Regions from separate parts of the Mus musculus genome. Here region 2 is linked to region 1. Evidence: chromatin contacts called from public HiChIP or PLAC-seq data. All regions are on one chromosome and are shown on one strand. The core of a region is the stretch at or near the end of the contact, and the rest is flanking DNA. Distances in the headings are between cores, read along the strand shown.

Region 1 (6,798 bases), core at 1,487-3,986:
TGACTCAGTTGCTAATATTCAGCTGTGCTAGCCATGACCAAAATCCATCCTAAGAAATGGGTCAGATGGACATGGATTTCTGATCTGAGGTCGTCAGATAGCTTTTGCCTTGCCTCAAACTATCCCACAACTTAATGGCTTAAATAACTGGCATTTTCACTTCCCTTGTGCCTGGTGGTGCTCTGTGGAGGTCTTATTTAGAGGCTCTTGGGCTCTGTTATGTCTAAGATACCTCTCTCATATCTGTGTTGTTTGGCAGGCTATCACCTCAGAAACCTTGGGTCTTCTCTGAATGGACTCCCAGCCACCAGTGTAGTAGGCCAGGTTCATGCTTCATGATGCTTTCAAGCTTCTGAGTGTAGCCAGAAGGAATTTCCTATGTCCATGCTATCTGTGTGTTTATAGTGTGTGTGTGTGTGTGTGTGTGTGTGTGCGTGCATACATGTGTGTGGGTATACATGTAAAAAGGATAGGACAACCTTGTCCTCCCCTAGACACCCAGACACTGTTTCTTAAGAGAGAGTCCCTTGAGTTTGCAAAATGGGCCATGCTGGCTGCCTAGTGACCCTCTAGGGGTCTGCTTACCGCTGCCTTCCTAGTGTTGGGCTTATGATTTCACATCACCGTGCCTAACAGTTTTTATGTGGGTTCTAGGCATCAAACTCGGATCCTCATAATATTTTATCAATTCAGCCATCCCCTCTGCTGCACAAGCTTTTCAAAGCCTCTGTCCTGGCCTGTTTGTTGATTTCTTTGTGAGGAAACTTATTGTCAGTGTGAGAAGTAGAGGCACAAAGGTGTGGTCATGAGGAATTAGTGAGACATTGCTAACAGTATATCCTTTGTGCAGGGAACTCCACGCACTGTAAGCCATCCCTTTGATTTCATTCCCCTTTTAAAGTAAGGACTTTTATTGCTTCATAGTCATAGACAGGGACCCCAAGATTCAGGGAAGCTAAAGGGGGTGTGTTCACACAGTTGGGATTGACTCTGAGAAAACTGCATGGAGATGAATTTAAATATCAAGGCTGACTTGGCAGGAGAGAGGCCAAGCTGGTCCTGGTGAAACAGAGGGCTGGGCCTGGAGGGTTGGAGGTCTGGAGAGGGGATCACACAAGTGTTCTTTGTTCACTAATTGGCCTTTGCAAAGGAAAAGTAAATGTTCTTATAATTTAAGAACAGCAGAGCATTTTAAGAGTTCAATCAAGGCACCCTGAGTTAGACTTTAACCTTCCCACGGAGGCATTGCCCCTCGCCTCCCAGCTAGCATCTTGCTATATAGCCTGGGATCCTGCCTTAGCCTCATGGGTGCTGAGTGCCAGGAACATGTCACCATGCCTGGTTGGCTGGCTGGCTTTCTCTCTCTCTCTCTCTCTCTCTCTCTCTCTCTCTCTCTCCCTGCCTTCCTCTCTGCTTCCTTTCTTCTCTCTCTCCCTACCCCTCTCTCCCTCCCTCCCTTTCTCCCCCCTCCTCTCTGTCTCTCTGTCTCTCTCTCCAAGGTTTGACTCATCCTAGGCTGTCCTTAACCTCACTCACCTTACTCTATATCTGAGGATGACCTTGCTGTGACCCTCCAGATCCTGCTCCCTAGTATTGCGCAGTGTGTACCACCCACCGGGTTCATGTGTCATTGGCTGGGGTCAGATGCAGGATTTCCTACATGCTAAGTAAGTACTCTACCAGCTGACCTGCATGAAGCTTCTGTTTCAATGAGATCTTATCCAGGTCCCCAGAGAAGGACATTTCTAGTCTATATCTATTCTATATTCATTGGGGTTCACTAAAGGAATAAGTCTGATAGAATAAAAATTATCTATATTTATGTATCTATATACATATCTATCTATCTATCTATCTATCTATCTATCTATCTATCTATCTATCTATCTATCTATCTATCTAGTGTGTGTGTATGTTTTCTTAAGAATGACCTACAGACTGTGGTCCGGCTAGTCCACAGTAGCTGTTACCCAGTGGAAAGGGCAAGGTCTGATAGTTGTTTAGTTTATGAGATTCTGTGTCTCAGCTGGTCTTCAGTCTATGCAGGAATCCCTAAGAGGTGGATTCTAAAACTGGTGAAGGACTGCCTCAGCAGCAGGATGAATGACCTCGCCAGCCTGAGTGAGGGCAAGCAGGCAAGAAGCAAAGCTTCCTTCTTCCGTGTTCTTTATGAGGGCTGGGCTACCAGAAGGTATGGCCCAGATTTAGGATGGGTCTTCCCACCTCAAATGGCGGAATAGAGAAATCCCTCATGGGAGATCAGCTGCTTGGGTTTTAATTGATTCCAAATGTGGTCAAATTAACACCAAACATTAGCAGTCACAGAGCAGGCAATTGTCGTACATGTTAAATGGGCAGAGAAAGCATTTGCATTTATAAGTATCCTACACTAAAGTTCTCTAAGAAAGTGGGGAGCACAGCAGTGAGGAAGAAGTTTGTGTGAAGGTTCATTAGTTGAGTGGATCAATGTGGTCATCTTAGAACAGTAATTGAGACCCAGGACCTACCTGATGCACCAACGCACACTTCTGCTCTGATTTCTAGTGGCTTCCTGCAGATCTGGCTGCGTTTGGGAGAGATGGGGCTGTCACTCACCACTCACCGTTTAGCAGTAGCTTCTAGAAAGTCTGTCCCATTTGAATAACACGATATTTAACATGCCTATGGGTCTTACAAAGCTGCAGATGCAGCATATAGTTAAAAACAGATCTTAAAATACGCTGTGGAATTCTGAGTCTGCAATGTCAGGGCTGGGAGGGCCCAAGAGTCCGCATTCGTCTAGTCCCTTGGCTGAGCAAGTGAGAACTAAGGTCTTGTCCAAGGTCACACAGACTGGGCTGGATCGGAGGCTGTACCCCGGACTCCCAACTCCTGTTTCCAGTGCCAAGTTCTTCCCACCCCATCTCCAAGGCTTCAAGGCAGTGGTTGCTCCTGTTTTCCTTTCTTTTCTCCTCCTTTCCTTTCTTTTTAAAGGCTCAGTGGCAGCTACTGCTCTAAGGCAGAAAATGTATTCATTTAAATGACTTCGTTTGGAAATAGAAGCTTGAATAATGATGTTACCATTTATAATTGCTCTGATTAACCACACCACCGTTTTGCAGTTTAGAATAAAAAAAGCCTCATTTCCTTTGTGATGTGAATTTTAATTGCTTTCTCTCAGGAAGACCCCTTCAGGCAGAATTGTATGCTTCTCAGTTTCCAGAACATCAGAAAGACCCCTCTGTGTCTTGGCCTGTGTCAGACCTGTGTGCTTGGCCAAGGCTGAGCATAGGCATAGGGAGATGTTCATGAAATACCCAGTGGGTGGAGATTCTGGGAGAGATGCTGTTGAGTCTCACCTTTCAACCTACGCGTGATACTTCCCAGGGGGATCATAGCATCAGGGGGTCCCACAAAGCCCAGACTAGAGACCTGGGATAAGGGGATTTGAGACTTTTCTAAGGGTGTTTAAAGCTCCTGTAGATGTCATCCTTAAGATTATATACAGGGCAAGATCATCCATAATTCATCTGCCAGTGAACCCGTCTATGTCTTCTCATGTGGCTTTTTCTGTTCTTTTCTTTTTAATCTTTAAGACATTTCAGTTGTTGTTTGACATTTCACCCATACAAAATCAGAATTAGCCCAATGCAGTGAGGAAAGACAAAGGTTTAAGAAAATATAGGTGCATATTTATTTGATCTTGGGTAGAAGCAAGGGATTTCTGACTATAAAAGCCAGGAAATAAATTACAAGGTTATATAGGGTGATGGATTTCGTGACACAGAAGTCAGAAATATTTGTAAGTAAAAATGCAGTCACACAAAAGTTAAAAAGAGAGCAACCCCAGGAAAATATTTATAACACAGAAGATTCACAATAGTTAACCGTTTTTAGTATATAAAGAACAGTAATAAATAGCTGAGAGTCTAGTGTGGAGAAGAGTGTGAACTGACAACCCATGTGAGAAAGATTGCCAGTCAGTAAAAACCTGGGGAATAAAAACCAACAACCCAGCTTTACAACTGGGATGTAAACTTAAAAAGACAGAACGGGCCTGAAGAGACGGCTCAGCCTATAGAGTGCAGGCCTTGCAAGCACAGAGACCCGAGTTCAATCCCCAGAACCCACGATCAAAGCGGCTGATCATCTTACCTTGCATTTACTATCCTGATGCTGGGGAAGTAGAGTTAGGTAGAACCCAGGGGCTCTCTGGCTAGTCAGGGTAGCTAAATGGAAGTGCTCCAGGCCAAGCCAATGAGATATCTTGTCTACAAAAACATAATAGCACCTGAGGTTGTCTTCTGGCCTCCATGTGGTTGTGCATCCACATATGTATGTGAACCAACACACATGTGAACCTACGCATAGACATAAGCACATAGAGAGACAGACAGACACACACAGAATTATTTTCTCTATTTACAGTGTTAATAACTTAAACAGTGATATGGTTGGGACTGAGGTGATGTGGTTGTCAGCATTGTAAGCGCCCATGATGCTTCTGGAGTGCAGTATCATAGTTATATAGTCTTAACAATAGGGCACATCCAAGGGATGTGTGACAAGGATGGTCACTGCGGGCACATCCCAGTCCTCAAGCATGTAGTCAGTATAGGTCAATGACTTCTGTGGGGCTTCTTGATGCAACTATTCTTGAGAAATAGGAGGACTGGTGTGACTCTGCTGGGGGAGAGTGTGTCCTGCTAGTTCCCAAGGTATTATATTATAATATATCAATATAGTCCACTGCTGTGCTTCTATGATCATTATCAACTATGCTGCTATGTTTCTATGATCATAACTGTGTATACTGTGCTGTCATGTGATTGGCGCCAAAATCTGCACCACCACCACTACACACGAGGATACCGTATTATGCCTCGGTGTAACAGGTGCCCACGTTGTACCTGTGGGATAGTCTCAGGTGCAGTGTAAGCTTTGGTGCATCTGCTATGGAGTGTGTTGTTAACTGGAATGTCACATGACCATCTGGTTTTAGAAATTAAAGGGTACATATACACTGACCCTTTAATTTCATCTCCAGAAATTGATTACTTTTAGAAACTAATTAGGGACACTTATACAAGGTAATGTAAAATTGTTTTATGATATCATTTATGATGGAAAAATGAGGAAACAAAATTAAAATATCTAGAAATAAAGAATGCCAAAAATCATTCTAATGGTTTCATTTTATAGTTGTAAAATGAAAGGATCAGATCACGTAATATTGAATAATGTGATCTTACAAAAAGAAACGTCACACTATGCTTAGTTGAAAAATTAACAGGTCCTGGGGTACAGGCCTATAATTCCACTGGTTTGAGGAACCAAGGAAAGATGATCATGAGTTCAAGCCCCGCCTGGACAACTTAGTGAGACCTGTCTCAATTCACAAAAGTAAAATATGGCTAAGAATGGAGCTCATTGTAGTGTATGTACATGCATGTGTGCACGCGTGCACGCGCGCACACATACACATACACACACATGCTTAGTGAATTCTCTTTTAGATGAAATATTTATGTTTTTTTTAAGGAAACATAAGCATATATAACTTAATAGAAGGAAAGAAAGCTAAGATTTATGACTTCTGTTCCCTGGATGGTAGATTATATGTAACTGCTTGGAAGGAACTTGCAACCTATTTTGCATATTTGCTAAAGCAAATACTTTTCAGTTAGGGAGTCTAATAAAGGATAAAATAAAAACAAATGTTAGTGAAAGTGAAAGAGTAAGCTTGGGCTAGACGCATCTGCGTGGAAAGAACCCGAGACGTCCTAGACGAGCAAAGACATTGACCTTGTTGGCACTTTTGAATCTATTTTTGAAATGCTTGCAAGTACAGGTTCTTGCAAGATTGTTCTGAGGATGAATTCAGAGTACAAGAAAAGAGTGGGACTGAAAAGACTCAGTAAATATTGCTAGAATCTTCTGTTCCCTTCTTAGTCTTGTATAAAATGACTGATTTGGATCTGCTGATCTTAAATGGCCTTCAAAGTTGCTCCTGCAATTTTCTCTTTATTCTATGTGACCACAGCCTCTTGTTTGATTCTCCCAAAATGAAGGCTATCAGGCTGGCTGTCAAGGCTAAATCAGTTGCTATGATAAAATGTTTGAATGTGTATATTTATATTACATCATATATAACCTTCTCAAAAGCTACGTATAGGTATTTCCTTTCTGTCTCTTCTTTCTTACCATTGTGACAGAGTATTCTAAAATTCCCAGAGGCGGTAAAGTTATAATCAAACAGTTATGTGCATACCTTGTCAGTGGACATACAACTCATGTAGCTTTTGTTAGGAAGGCTGGCAAAGTAGCTCAGTGAGTAAATACACGTGCTTCCAAGCCTAAAAACCTCACTTCAATCCCTGAGACTTAACTATCACAGGAATAGAGGCATGCGTGTGGTTACAAGAACACATACATACATCAAACATAATGTATACATACACACAATAAATAAATGATTATTTTCAAAAAAAATTGAAAGCATCTTCATGTATTTTCACTCAACAATCTCATTGAAAGTAATATTCTAAGAGGTAAAGAAGATGTGTGTCATAGTTTCTCAACAATGAGTTCTAGCTCTGTCCTTTCTAGGGTTTTGGGGGAATAATACAGAAACTTAGTTGCTTGTATTCATGAAACCCTTGTATTTAGAGCCTCTTTGGCAAGGGACCCAAGCTGGTCCATCCAGAGGATTGCAGTGCGATGGCTTCACATCCCTGATACAGTTGTCTGTCTCCTTTGTCTAGATGGAAGTATCCAGAGGACTTCATTTATATTCATAAACTTGGATTTACATCTGAA
Region 2 (6,798 bases), core at 3,091-5,590, 200 kb before region 1:
CTATTAATGGTTTCATCTTGCAACCAGATTAAAAGAGACAGCTGGTCCATGAATTTATGTGTGGAGGCAGCTCCAAATACGCTGACAGCTCCTCAGGAGGGTGGAGCCTGGGCATCCACGTGGGCATCTCTTGGTTGGCACGGCTCTGTGTTAGGGCTGTCAGAGGTTTCACTACAGAAAGAGCAAGCAGCGTATGGCCTCGCTGCCTCTGACATTGTTTCAAAGTCTTCCATCACCCATGAAAGCCCACAAGCATCCTAGCTGTGCCAGTTCCTGGAACTTCCTTCAGGAATGTGTTATAACGTGGGTTCCAAACTCAAGCTCCTATCGGAATCACCTGGCAAGGCTGTCTAACTCGAAGATTTCCGGGTTCTACCTCCAGTGTTTCCATAGGGTTAGGGTGGGGCCTGAAAACTTGTATTGAGATATGTTCACAGGAGAGAGGGAGAGGAGGTGGGGGAGGGGAAGGGAGAGAAATTCTCCTGGTCCAGATACCCCATTTGCAAGTGAGTTTTAGGTCAGTGGTTGGTTGTCAGACTGTCCTATGAGACTTTTACCTAAAAAGAGGTCACACTTTGTCCATGAACTAAAGACATTAATATTGTGGCTGCCTATGCAGATTAGGAGCAGGCAAAGATAACATGCCAAATAAATGAATCTGTATGCTAATAAAGCTTTATTAACAAAATCAAGCAGTGGGCTGGATGTGAGTCATGGCCTATGGTTTGGTCACCTCTGCTGTACAAAAGTGTTAACAGATGTTTATATGAAAAAGTATCCATGTGTCAAGGTCTATGTATGTCTGTGGCACAATAAAACTTTATAATACAGACAATGGGTCAGACTTTGGAGAGGCGTGGCAACCGTGGCCATAGCAGTGTTAGTAGAAGTTTCTATAGCTGTGGCATTCGGCTGCTACTCACCATTTGTGGCCTCTGAACACTTGAAGTATTGCTAGATACAGACTGAAATGATGAATTATAAGCAACGTAGCAAGTGTATTCTTGGGTCCCAGAAAGAAGAGTGCAGCTACCCACAGCAAGTGAGGGGACACAGCATCTCTTCACACAGGCCTTTGTTTTCCCTGAGTCTCCTTCTCCTTATATATAAGATGGGGGTAAATCAAGGACCACACCACTGGCCTTTCTACACAGGTAGATGAGGCACTTTGCCCTTGAGTGTCTTTTCCTGGTTGCTGACAGGTTGGGAAACACTGGGACAGAAGGAGTCTGGAGACGAGGCCTGTCTCTGTGTGTTTTTCTGTCCTCTCTTTGTACATGCTTCCTCCCAGAGGGCATAGGTCACACCTGTTGCTCAGGCTGCAGTCTCAGCCTCTTGGACTCATGCTCACTGTGAGCACAGCAGGTGTCGCTCACTGTGGAGAGGGTACATCCCATTTTCCACTTCCTTGAAAACTGCCCAGATAAAGAGACAACATCTGAATTCTCCTGTTTCGACCCCTACTAGGGTTGGAAGGGAAGTCACCATGCAGATAGGAAAACTAAGGCTTCTAAAGGTTTGCCAAGCATCCCACAGGGTAAATGGAATACTGGCCCAGAGGATGAGAGGGAGGGGGAGGGGAAGGGAGAGGGGGGGGGGAGAGAGAGAGAGGCCTGCTGGTCCAGCAGCACTGGAGGTTGCTTGGTGGAGTACTCACTCCCTCTAGCTATCACAGGACACCCCCTGGGCTCTACCTTCATTCAGCACTGATGCAAAGCCTGCCCTGCACTAGGAGCCAAGAGGAAAGCACCCTCCCACTGGGCAGGTGGATGGAGTCAAATGGCTGTTTCTCTTCTCTAACCAGATATCCCCCCCCCCCCCTCCAGCTGCTAATGCAGGAAGTAAGGAATTGACCCTGGAGCTCTCGGAACCCTGGCCTTCTGAGAGGGTGGTTTTAGCTGGTTCTGAGAAGATCTTTAGGGCATTACTGATCTTGTGGGACCCACCCTCCTCCTTCCTTAAAGCTCCTCTGCCCTCAGCCCTGGGTGAAGCGTCCAGATGCATTGTGGGAACTGTCTCCTAGGACAGACAAGTGGAGAGATAGCATCTCCTAGGTGATGCACCTAGGGGACCAGGACAACAGGTTTGCTGACCAAATGCCTCAAAGAGAAACTTAAGTGAGTTTACCCGGGAAGGGATGTGAGATGGCCCTTCCAGGCAGAGGGAGCTGGTCTGGTGCAGTGTGACAGTGAGGCCAGATGCCAAAGCTTACCAGTCAGTAGGTGGAGCACAGGGCCTGGGAACTACAGCTCCAGACCAAACCCAAGAGGGTGCTGGTTTGAGACCCTGCAGCTGGGCAAGCAAGACCTGCTGCTGTGATCAGGTCACATTCTGCTAGTCGCTCACCAAGAAACAAGATGACTTTCCTTGGGGCCATGCGATCCCCATTCGGATTTTGGAGTTTTGGCTACAGTGATAAATAACATCCTGTAGCATGGGCTCAGGAGCTGAGGGATGGTGAGAGCCCAGAAGATGTCCCGAGAACCGCTATTTTATCCTTAGAATGCCTGAGAGAGGGGACGGATTGGCAGGCACTCAGGGGAACCCTGACAAGTTACACCAAACTACTTAGTGGCTTAGAGACCTCCTATTCCTCTCCTGGGTCAGAGCCCCCCCCCCCCCCCCCCCCAGTCTCCCATCAGCCAGGACAATCACAGCTGTGGGCTGGAGTCATGTTTCTTCTTAGAGGCTGCACTCTAACTCATTAACTTAAGGCTAGGCCTGGATAGACATGGGCTGGATCAAACAGTTGGGCAGTTTAGCTCTGAGCTGAAGGGATCTTCTATTCCTATTGTTCCCAGGGGGGCAATCATCCTGTGTCACCAGAGAACAGCCAAGGCTATGACTGCCCAGTCAAGTGCACTGTCAATATTAGTAAAAAATTTAAGGACCTGCAAGGTAGCTTGCAAGAGGTCTAACTCCCAGGCTCCCGCCACTCCCCCCCCCCCCAAAACCCCCCAGAGCACAAACCCTATTCCCTGGAGTGAGGGCTAAGCAGCAGGGTTTTCTTTTTTTTGGGGGGGGGAGGGGTCCTCTCCCCTGGGAGAGTGCTTTGACCAGGGAAGTGTGGGAGGTGCTTGGCCATGCAATGGGCTGGCCCCTGTGTTTATCTTGAGAAAAGTGGAGGCTGTGGAGGTGGAGGGAGGTCGTTCAGAGCCAGGTGGAAGCATTTGCCTGGAATTACAAGTGTGGGCTGAGAGAAATAAATGGGCTGGTGTTCAATAAAAAACGTCCACCTCGGCAGAGCTGGGGTACCAGTGAGGCTCTGCCAAAGCAACTCCAACCCAGAGCCCCTGGTGCCCCACTTTTGGAGATGCTGGCTGTGTTTGACTTCCATATGACTCCTAATGGTCTGTCTGTCCGGTTCAGTCCTTTGGGACTCCAACAAGGGAGTGGAATGGGGAGGGGGAAACACTTTGTTAAACCGAAGGAGGGCTTTGGGCAGGCAGTAAAGTGTTTACAAAGTAGGAATCCCTTCAGCATCTTTGGGTGTCCTTATCGAAGGCCTTTATATACAAGGCTCACATCCCTCCCCTGGTGGCAGGCCTGTGGGCTGTGGCAGGCACTGCCCAGTGATCTATGTCTTTAGGCCTTCAGCCCCAGCCAGGTCTTTGTTCAGACCAGGAAGCAAAAGGGGGAAAGCTCCATTTCTCTCTGAAAGGGAGAACAGGGGAGGCAGCTAGAGAAGGGGGAGAGATTCCCACACCTGTGTGTGTAGGGCGGGGTTAGGGACAAGAGAAAGAGATGTGTTGTGATTAAGGTCGGCTGTGCTGGACTGCTGACTAGATGATAGGGGATGAGGAAAGAGGGAGGGAAAGGGAGAGAGAAAGAAAGAGAAAGGGAGAATATGAATATACGAGAGAATTTTAGGGTGTGCAGGAGACCCTTCAACAGCTGTCCCCAGCTTTGCGAAGCATCCCCCTCCCGCAATTCACAGCCCTGTAGCGTCCGGAGTTGATCGGGCCTCTCCCTCCCCCTGCCTGCTCGCACTGCCCCCCCCCCCCCCAGTCACCTGTTCTCCCACCCTTACTTCAAAGGCTGTTCCAGGTTTCTCTCCTCCCCCCATCGCCTCGTACCTGCGCCCCCGCAGGGTAGCCTGAAAGCGATGCTCAGCTGGGTGGTGTGGCGCGGGGCGAAGAGGCGAATACCCCGCAGATCCTGTGTGTGCAAGAGCGATGTGTGTACGCGCTTGAGTGCGCGAGCGGCCCCGAGCCGGCCAGCCCGGGAGAGGGTGCGTGGGGGAGCCCGCGAGTGGCAGCCGCGGGCGTGTGCCAGGCGCGGGCGGGCGTGCGCGCGAGGGTGTGTGTGCGTGGCCGAGGCGGAGCGCCCGGGCGGGCGGCGGCGACGGCGGCGGCGTTAGGACTCTGGGGACACCGCCCCCCGGCCCCCGCGTCCCGCCCCCGCCCAGCCTCGCGCCTCAGTTCGCGCCGCGCCTGGGCTCGGAGCGCAGCGGCGCCGGCTCCCGCAGCCGGAGAGGAGCCAGCCCCGGGAGCCCAGCGGCGCGCACTGCCTGCAGCCGCGCTGGCGATGCGGGGCCGCCCCGCGCCCGCCCGAGTCCCGGCCCCGGCGCCCTCGGGAAGGGGCTGAGCCGCTTGCCGCCCGGATGGGGAGCCTTGGCGGGCTCGCCCTCTGCCTGCTCCGGCTCCTGCTCCTGGGGCTGCAGCGGCCGCCGTTGCCCGGCGCCGGAGCGCAGAGCGCCGCAGGTGAGTGCGCCCGCCGGGCTCCCCGGGCCCCTTCGCTCTCCCCAGCCCTGGGAGGAGAAAGTTGGGTCCCGTGGCCAGGGGATGCCGGGGCCCGGTGGGAGTCCCGTCCCAACCTCCGGACGCAGCTGCTGTGTCCAGGCGTGCCCAGTCCCGCTCCAGGTCCCCCCCTGGCCCCTCGTCGCCTTACTTTCCTGCCGCTTCCCCCCCACCCCCGGGCGGGAGTAACTTTGCGCGGCTGTTGCGAATATTTCCACTTGCTGCCTCCCACTTGTCGGAACCTGTCACTCGAGTGTTTCGGGGTGGAGGGAGGAGGCGCCGCTTCTCGCCCGGCGCGGAGCACTGTCACCCGGGCAGCTTCCTGGGCTGCGCGCTCTTGGAGTGGGGAGCACAGGTCCCTAGCAGGCCCAGGCTGCCAGGGCGGTGGCTTTTCCTTTCTCCTGGGAGACACTGAAGATCATCCAGTGTTGTTCTAAACACGCCGCTCCCCTTAGCGAGCCCTTAGCAGCTGGGACTTCCCATGGGAGTGTTCTTGTGAATGACCCACTCGGCTAAACCCTCACCTCACCTCGTGGCTCTGTCCAGAGTAATGGGTACCCTGCTAAGGCCCTTTAAGTGCAGTGGCTTTGATCAGTGAGCTAGTGGGCTTCTGAAAACTTCGGGACACTCGTCTTTCGGCTTGCCCATGGGCAGGTAGCTAGTTCCCCAGAGTGTGTCTAGTGTCTTCTTAGTGGCGACTGAGCTGAAGAGACCACTACCGAGGGTCTCTCTCATCACTAAAACCCCACTGGTAGGGCTTCCTTCCGTGAGTCCCTTAAAGAGGGAAGGAGAGGTGGGGAGGGATACCTCCAAGTTCAAAATCACCTCGAAGTTTCTTAGCACCTTTGGTTTAGGAGTGACCACACTGAGCTGCTGTCGCTGGTCGGGGTCGGGGGCGGGGGGCACGTTGAGGCATGTCAGCGGAACTTAGGAAAGGGTTCTTTTTGGATTGCTAAGCAACAGCTGTGCTCACATAAGAAATCAGGGGAGGAAGAAAGGGAAAGAAAGGCAGTGAGCCTGATGGAAGTCTCTAAACAGGCTGCTTTTGAGAGGAAGAACCGCCGGAGTGACATTCCGTTAGAAATGTCTTAGGTTTTCTTCCCTGACTTGATGTTAAAATGGAAACTGGACACAGGATGTATGGGAAGGAACAGCTTGTTTTCGTGCCAGCGAAGTTGAGCAAGGAGGCCACTCTTTTTGAGGTGTCTGAAGCTGAAAGGCTGGGACAAGAGGGGGAGAAAAGAGACGGCCGCAACATCATTCTGAAGATGCTTCAAGGCTCTTGTTTCCCTCGCTTTGGGGTCTGCGTTAGGTGTGCTGTGTCAGGAAGCTGGCAGGAGGGTGCTTGAGGCAGTCCTGGGGACCCGGGTATGACTTATGATTCTAATCTTTACTGTCTTCTAAGGCTTGGCGGGACATTCATACGTTAATAGTACTCACGTTCCCGCAGCAGAAACCGGATCAAACACGTCCCACAGACCTTTTTTGGGTAGCAGCTGTAAACCCAGAACCTGCTCCAGAAAGCTGTCCAGGGCTGAAACGCACGCCGGTTCCGCATGTTACCGCAAGGTGGCGCTCGCTCACAGCTGTTAAATGCAAATCGAGCCGCTTTCATCTCAGGGATAGAACTTCGGTTCAATTTTTAAATGAGTAATGTGTTTATTCAGCAGCCTTTTGTTAAAACATTTAGAGAAGTGTGAGGAGGAAGCACCTTTTCTTTGTTTGCTGCTCGGAACACACCGGGAAGAAAAGCAATCCTGGAGTACAGTTTGGGAAGAAATCGACTGCGAAGGCGCCATATGTTTCCTTTGGTTCTACCTGGGCCCATAGCTTTTGCAAAGCTACAATAGCATATATTTAGCAAGCGGCTGCGTTGTTCCCGGCTCCTTAAAGGAGTAGGATTAGCTTGTCTTGGTGACTTGGTGCGTTCTAAGCTCCGCTCATTTATAGAAATGGGCATCTTTTTTTTTTCTATACCTAGCTCATTATCGCTCTACTTTAATGCTAACTAGATCGTTTAAACTGGATTCTTCCGGGGCTTTCCTTATGAACATCTGTA

The links. HiChIP or PLAC-seq counts read pairs in DNA pulled down with a chosen protein or histone mark.
Region 2: an H3K4me3 HiChIP or PLAC-seq map of forebrain shows a contact between it and region 1, with 2.9 times the contacts expected there. The contact joins the promoter of 9430021M05Rik here to the enhancer-like site in region 1. A contact is called at or near these places in 6 of 39 promoter capture datasets (cranial neural crest, embryonic stem cells, hippocampal neurons and 2 more), 5 of 484 Hi-C or Micro-C datasets (cortical glia, embryonic stem cells and nephron progenitors) and 6 of 115 datasets of contacts at active chromatin or transcription factors (astrocytes, embryonic forebrain, embryonic stem cells and 1 more).

The regions. Positions count from the first base shown.
Region 1 is chr2:162,454,724-162,461,521 of GRCm38.p6, reverse strand. The region is part of intron 1 of Ptprt (protein tyrosine phosphatase, receptor type, T); the gene reads left to right. Among named protein-coding and RNA genes, the nearest start is that of Gm46774, 40 kb to the left of the region's middle. Within about 2 kb of position 2,736, at least 9 of the 459 cell types and tissues checked have an H3K27ac peak or open chromatin away from gene starts, as enhancers often do. A contact at or near this core is called in cortical glia and forebrain, where this site is marked.
Region 2 is chr2:162,658,705-162,665,502 of GRCm38.p6, reverse strand. 9430021M05Rik (RIKEN cDNA 9430021M05 gene) reads right to left here and starts at 4,340. Exons shown (of 4, transcript NR_033569.1): 1 at 4,077-4,340; 2 at 3,707-3,782. It overlaps Ptprt (protein tyrosine phosphatase, receptor type, T), which reads left to right and starts at 4,356. Exons shown (of 31, transcript NM_001291150.1): 1 at 4,356-4,703. The coding sequence starts at 4,604.